Regions from separate parts of the Anser cygnoides genome. Here region 2 is linked to region 1. A link is a contact called in public Hi-C data. All regions are on one chromosome and are shown on one strand. The core of a region is the stretch at or near the end of the contact, and the rest is flanking DNA. Distances in the headings are between cores, read along the strand shown. Region 1 holds the start of ANOS1 (anosmin 1). Region 2 holds the start of PNPLA4 (patatin like phospholipase domain containing 4).

Region 1 (3,378 bases), core at 490-2,989:
CTGATTACAAAAATAAACAGCCAGTTATTAAGTCCTAACTGAGTAATTTGCAGCTTATTTCACCCTAGCTAATTAAAATGTAATCACTATTGTTTGGCAATGTGCATTCTGTCAGCAGTTTTACGTCGGAAAAGAAATCATGCCAAGAAAACACAAAAAAAGCCTTTCACTCGGAATTGGCTTGATCTAAACTGCCTCTTTAGCCACCGAAACTGTAAAACAAATAAGTTACAACCTCCTGACAACGCCATAAAGAGAAAAAGAAAAAAAAAAAAATCCCAAGCCCTCCCCAAGATAATGAACTATTTTAACGAGTACCATCCTTTCCAGACGCGCTGGGCAGCTGGCCACGTTGCCAGCAAGCGCCTCGCCACCCCTAGACCCGGCAAAGCCTGGCCCGGGGCAGCGCCCACTGCACCCTGCCCCGGTCCTAGCCCGGGTCCCGTCGGCCCAAACCCTGCTACAGGCAGCGAGCGACTCCCGCGGCCGGCGGGACGAGCGCGGCAGGCTTTCCTTTCGCTGTGACTTTTGTTTTTAAGAGGGTTATCCTCGAACCTCTCCCCGGCCGGGGTTTTGTGCCAACACCGCAGCCCTCGGAGCTGCCTTCCCCGAGCCGTCGGTGCGATCGGTCCCAGTTCGTAGCGCACGGGGAAGCCGAAGGGAAGCGAGAGGCGCTCCCCAGGCGCTGCGGGGCCGTGCTGTCCCGAGACGTGGAGGTGGCCGCGCTGCCCGCCAGGCTTGTTCTCAAAGGGACTTGGGGGCTACAGAGGGAGACGTGCTCCGGGGGGTCCCTCATTTATTCGGCTCAATGCGTGCACAGTCGAGAACAGGTGGGGAAGGGAGAATGGAAAACCTCTGCCCAGAGAGGTTACGGATGCCCCATCCCTGGAAGTGTCCAAGACAAGGTTAGATAAAAGGAGTGCGTGTAGCTGGAAGGCGGGGACGGGCGGGCAGACACCCGCTGCCCTTACACCACCTCCCGCATCGCTTCCAGGGCAGCCGCTTTAGGAGCTTCAGGGGCTCGCCCTCCCTCCGCACAGCTCACTGCATTTCATACCACGCAGCTCTCCCCACGCCTCGTCCCCGCTTCCCCCCACGTCATCCCCGTTTCGCCACCACCGTTATCCCGAAGGAGAGGCAAAAATAAGAGAAGCCTTACCCGCACCCTCACCGGGCCGGCACCCACTGTCCCCCCTCACCCCTCGTTAAAAGCAAAGCCCAAAGCGCACCCCTCGGGGCCGCCCCGTCCCGGCCACCACCTGTGAGGAGCCCTCGCCCCCTGCCCGCCGCCTCCAGGTGCCGGCGGGGCTGGAGCCGCCGCGAAGTTTGCCGGGGGTGCGCCCGGGCACCCGGCCACCCCCCGGGCGGGCAGCGGGATCACCCCGCCCGGCGCCGTGCCCCTACCTGGAAGTGCTTGAAGAAGGCGGAGATGCGGGTGATCTGGAGGCTCAGGCACCTGGAGGTGCATCTGGCCGTGGAGAAAGCCTCGTCCTCCTTGCGGGCGCCGGCCCCCGGCCCGGCGGGGCTGCCGCAGGCGGCCGCTGCCCAGAGGAGCAGGGCGAGGGACGCGCCGGGCACCATGGCTGGGCGGGCGGGGGGGCAGGAGGAGGGCAGGGGGCTGCGGGGGGCGGCAGGCGCCGGGGTGCGCTCCCGCTCGCCGGGCGGGTGCCGGGCTGCGGTGGGGGCAGAAGGCTCCGCGGCGCAGAAACTAAACAAGAAAGTTCAATCATCCAACTCCCCTCGCCCCTTCCCTCCCCGCGGCCCTCAGCCCTCCCCCGCGCCGGCAGCGGGCGGGCCGAGCCTGACAGAGGCGGCGCCATTGGCTGCGGCGAGCGCCAGCACCGGGGCGGGCGGTGCGGCCGCGGGCAGGTCGGAACGGCACGGCACGGCACGGCTCGGCTCGGCTCGGATCGGATCGGCACGGCTCGGCCGGCTGCTCGCCGCCACCTGTGTGGCGCCCGGCCGTTAGCGGCGGGGCTGGCACCGCCCTCCCGGCCCGCGGTGGGGTCCAGCGGCCTGTGAAGGGTCGGTCAGTAATGCGGAGGTGCCGGCCACCGCTGCGGTGCCTCCGAGGGAGAGCTGCGAGAGCGGAGCTTTAAAATGGCTCCCGGGCGGTGCGCGGCAAGTTAGGAGGTCGTTTCGCTCCGCTCCGGCAGCTGCTGGCGGTGCGGGGTGTAGCACGGGTAGGTGCTGCATGCCTCCGCGTACCTGCGGCCTCTGCCTCCTCCCGCCGCGGGACAGGGCGAGAGAGGCTCCTCACGGGGATCTGAGGGCCGGGCCTCCCGAGCGGGAAAATCCCGAGGCCGCGCGAGCTGAAATAAGTTGTCTTCTGGCCGTTTCAGGAGATGGTAGCGTGAGAAGCTCGCTAGTAATAGTACCTGTTAATAGTACTAGTTACAGTTGCTGCTATAAATAGTCGTTTAACATGGTTATGGAACACTTACACAGCAGGAGTCTTCTTTACCGAAACAAGTGTTAGGGTAAGCTAAATACATTTTAGGAAACTCACCTAAAATCTAATCAAAATGCAGCAAGGTCTTTGACCAGTCTTGCTTGTACAAATTTTACACGGCTATAATTATTTTCCTAATGGATACTCCATTGTACACAAATGTGAAATAAAGCATATACCTCAATGCAGTTTTTCTTCCCAGAATCCATATATACATTTTCCACAAACCTATACATATACATCTGTAAAACAGAAAATCAAACTATAAAAAGCTTTGTTAAATCCAGACTAAATCCATAGTTAAACCGTATGAGTAACATACAGATTGTACGGGTAACATACCAATACAACAGGAAGCGAAACAAATTCTAGTTTAGATGTTACTTTGCAGCTCACAGTGCCTGAGCTAAATCCTCCTGTCAGTTGACTAGAAATCTTCACTCGAGAGAAGCCAGTAGGCCACGTTCACTCCTGCAAGTGTTAACAAACTGAAATGACAGTCCGTGTCCTTCAATGCCTGAGGGAGCACAGTAACCAGAAGGGGTCACCTGCCACTTCCTGGCATAGAAGTTGCCCCGCTGCTTGCACTGTGTAAGCGTTCTGAGCAGGCTGTTTTGGAAATGTACCAAGGGAGACCATCTCAGCTACACCTCCAGAAGTATTCCTCATCTTGGGAGCTGGACTGATTACCTATGGCTTTCAATGAACAGGAGTAGTAGGTGGCCCGGAAATACCGATCCCAATCCAGGCAGATTTCTTGCTGCTAGAGAACTGGTTAGGGTTCTGCTGACAGCAGTTGATGAACTTAGCCTACTCTGGCATCTCTGTGTTGAAAAAGAATAAGGAACCACGTTATAGACCAGCACAGAAGTAAAAGCACAATCCCAGCAATACTGTGACAAACAGTTATGGGACCATTCAGGCTT
Region 2 (3,378 bases), core at 306-2,805, 530 kb before region 1:
CATAAAGATGTTTTTTATAGGCATCAAAAGATACCTATGATGAAAATTTAGGACTGTAGGTTCTAAAAGAACTGATGCACCATCATTGTATCGTTGCATATCACTTATGCCTAGAACACCACAAAAGTAAATACTTACCTGGCATTTAAGTCTGTCATGTGGTGCTGTTATGGTGCAATAATTTAGAAATCCAATCCAGAACTTCTGGGTTTGTGGAAATACACAACTACACAGTCTGCCTTCTTTAAACTGACATAACTGTATTTGAGCAGTACAGAGACTTCTAACAGTCCACATTTTCTTAAAAGTAACCTCTAGATCAAGATGATGACACTCTCAGAAGCTGTTTTACCATGGAGCTACACAGGGAATATCAACAGACGACCTCTTGGACACGACAATTACACAGTAGAAACTTCCTCTCTTCTAAACATAACCTGTTTAAAAACATGAAGAAACAAAACAAAAACAGAACATGAAGTAGCTGAAAGGTAGCTGCACACCAAGGCCCTGACCCTATAAACATAGCTCCCTTCACAGCCCCCTCACATTTAGCTTTCAAGGGATCACAACCCAAAACATAGATGTGTTAACAGTTGATTTGTAAGAAAATGTAACAGTTTCAGGCAGAACTTTTCAGTTGCTACTCCTCTCTCCCTCCAGCACCCATCTAGCACTGTGCTATTCACCACCAACCATAAACTGAGTTATTCATTTCAAAAACAGGAAGAACTACCGTTGATAATACTGCAGAGACCAAACAAACAAAGCCTCCCTTATAATTAACAACATGAACAGGTGGTTCTTTCTGCCCCTGCCGAAAAATTTGACAGGCCTGTTCCAGCCACTTAAGCCAACTGCCCGCAAAACCAAAGTGGCGATGCCGGAGCCTGGTGAGACTCAGGCTTGCTGGTCAGTACCAGAAAAACCTCGTGCTTTTCTGTGCTGCAAGGGTCTCACGGGAGTTACACACAGATCAAGCTGTAAATCTGGTTTACACCCAGCAAGACTCGGACTCTAAAGGATAATACACAGAAATACAATTGCTTGAACAGGCTATTGCCCTGACTACCAGTGCAAAACAAACAGCACTGTTCTGAGTGGACAGGGTCTCAGCTCCACATTTAATCCCACTCAGGTGAGCTTCAATTTATCTATTTCATCTCGTGGGCCGTAAATTGAGGCTTACAAAGCAATTTGACTGTTCCTCCCTCCCCCCACGCCCAGTAAACAACCGCCATCAACAAGCGACACAGAGCTCAAACTGCGAGACCCACTTTTCACGTGTGACATCTACAGAAAGCCAGCCGACAATATCAGCGATCGCGACGTTAAGAAAAGCCACGAAATCTTTTACACTCGAGCCAGAAAGCCAATTTTTCAGCGGGCCTCCTCCTTTCCAACTTTAACCTTAAACACACACACACACACACACACGCCCTCTTTTCTCCCCGCCCCTCCCTGCGGCGGAGCCAAGATGGCGGCGGGTGCCGCGGGCAGCCCGAGCCGCACCTCGCCCGCGGCGCCCACCGCCGGCCGCGCCGCCTCGCCCCGCACCTAGCCTCGCCCCGCACCTAACCTCGCGAGACCGCGGCGAGGCTTCGGGGTGGGAGGGGGGAAGGGGGAGCCCGCGGCTGGGGGAGCCGCCATGATGTGAGGGGCTCTGTTGCAGCGGCGGGGGGATGTGCGGGTGGTAGTTCTGCCTCTGTTCCACTAATTGCTCTGAGCTCAGCACCCCACCCGCAGGCATAGGGTTGTGGTGGTGTAAGTGGCTTTTCTGGAGTAGGAAATAAAAGTCTGCAGGATGGTGTATGTACGTGCAATCATCACGCAAAGTGCATATACAGAGGCGAGACCCTGCTGTAACATAACCCGGCATTGTACATGCTAGCCTATAATGAAGATAAATTAGCAGAGTTTTGGCAGGAACGTAATATTTAAAACGTAAATCACAGGGAAAAAAATAGCTTTTATTACGTATATAGGTGATCAGGCAACAACAAATGCGAACAAACGCACGTCGCTCAGTTGGGAGGTGCCGATCTGCGCGCTGCTCTTCAGCATAAGGAGTAAAGGCGTTCAGTGCGGCAGGTGCTGGCGGCGTGAGAGCGTTCAGAAAATGTGTCTGGAAGTGCTGTTGGCATCTTTTTGGTTAACACGGCTTTGAAATTGCTTACTGGGAGTCTGATCGGTTGCCTTGGATTTTTATTTATTTGTTTACCTATTTATTTATTTATTCTCCTGTGATAGCTCACGTCCTCAATTTATAAATTAAAATACAGCTTTTAAAGAAGGGGGGAGAGAAATTAATCAAGGGCACAATCCTATTTATCCTCCTAATTACAGTAATACAGAAATGTCTGTGTGCCATTTTCACAGGGACAAAAGGTGAATATCTGGCATTTTCGCACGAATGGTGATCTGTAAAAAGAATACATATATAAAAATATGAACAAACTCCATGGGACTGATAGAAGATACTGAAGTCTTCATGCATAAAACATTGTTTTATTTGAATTTTTCTGTGTGTTGAGGAATAGTCCTTTAATAATACTTTACAAAAGGTGTTACGCATGGTTTTGGTGGTTTGGGAAATTCTAACTAAATTCGATGCACATATTTTGTATGGACAGGAAGAGGAAGCGGCAGCAACAGCAACTGACTTGCAGCCCAAATCCACATGAAAAATAGTTGCAAAAGAGGGCCCTGGGTTTATCTTGCACACAACCAAACCATCTTATGGTGAAATTACTGCCTTCTCTTTTTGTCATCTTGTACTTTTTCCCCGTATTGACAGGACGAGCTTGAGGTTGAGAAGGCTGCATAAGTCCTACTAGTGGAAAAAGAATCTTTCCTTAACTATAGAGTTCTAATTTGTAGCAGACATTAGTATGGAGAAAATGTTTACATCTGAATTGATACTTTGGGTGACAGTTTAGGCAAGTACAAAAGTCACTAAAATAGCAGGAGGACCCTTGTCATTCTCATCTGTCCAGAAGTGTGTAGATTAATGTTAAGTACGTTTGTTAGCCTCTTGTTCCTTCTGTTCTGAGTCTGATCTATTTATTTACTGGAAGATTAGTGACGTAGATTAAAATTATTAGATTTCTGAGTTGGTGAGAATTAAACCTTTAATCAGGGGTAGTTCCAAGTACAGGAAAAGCAAGTAATTGTCAAGGACATCAGTTAGGGAGATGTGTCTGACTGAAATGTAGCAGCTGTCACTTGTGTCTCTTTTGCCCTTTTAGAAGAAAGTAGGACTTCTTCAGCTCTGTATTTAAACTCCATCCTTTCTCTTTCCATTTCCTGTACCTAGGGTAGATCGGATCCTTACCATTAGAGTGTGAAAGTCTTGTTTATCTGCTGTGTGTTGATGTT

Evidence for each region. Hi-C and Micro-C count contacts between places; a contact is called where the count stands out from the background.
Region 2: a Hi-C map of liver shows a contact between it and region 1, with 2.4 times the contacts expected there. The contact joins the promoter of PNPLA4 here to the promoter of ANOS1 in region 1. A contact is called at or near these places in 3 of 7 Hi-C or Micro-C datasets (all in liver).

The regions. Positions count from the first base shown.
Region 1 is chr1:134,427,202-134,430,579 of Taihu_goose_T2T_genome, reverse strand. ANOS1 (anosmin 1) reads right to left here and starts at 1,739. Exons shown (of 13, transcript XM_066982334.1): 1 at 1,405-1,739. The coding sequence starts at 1,581.
Region 2 is chr1:134,960,690-134,964,067 of Taihu_goose_T2T_genome, reverse strand. PNPLA4 (patatin like phospholipase domain containing 4) reads right to left here and starts at 1,555. Exons shown (of 9, transcript XM_048056201.2): 1 at 1,513-1,555; 2 at 139-437. The coding sequence starts at 297.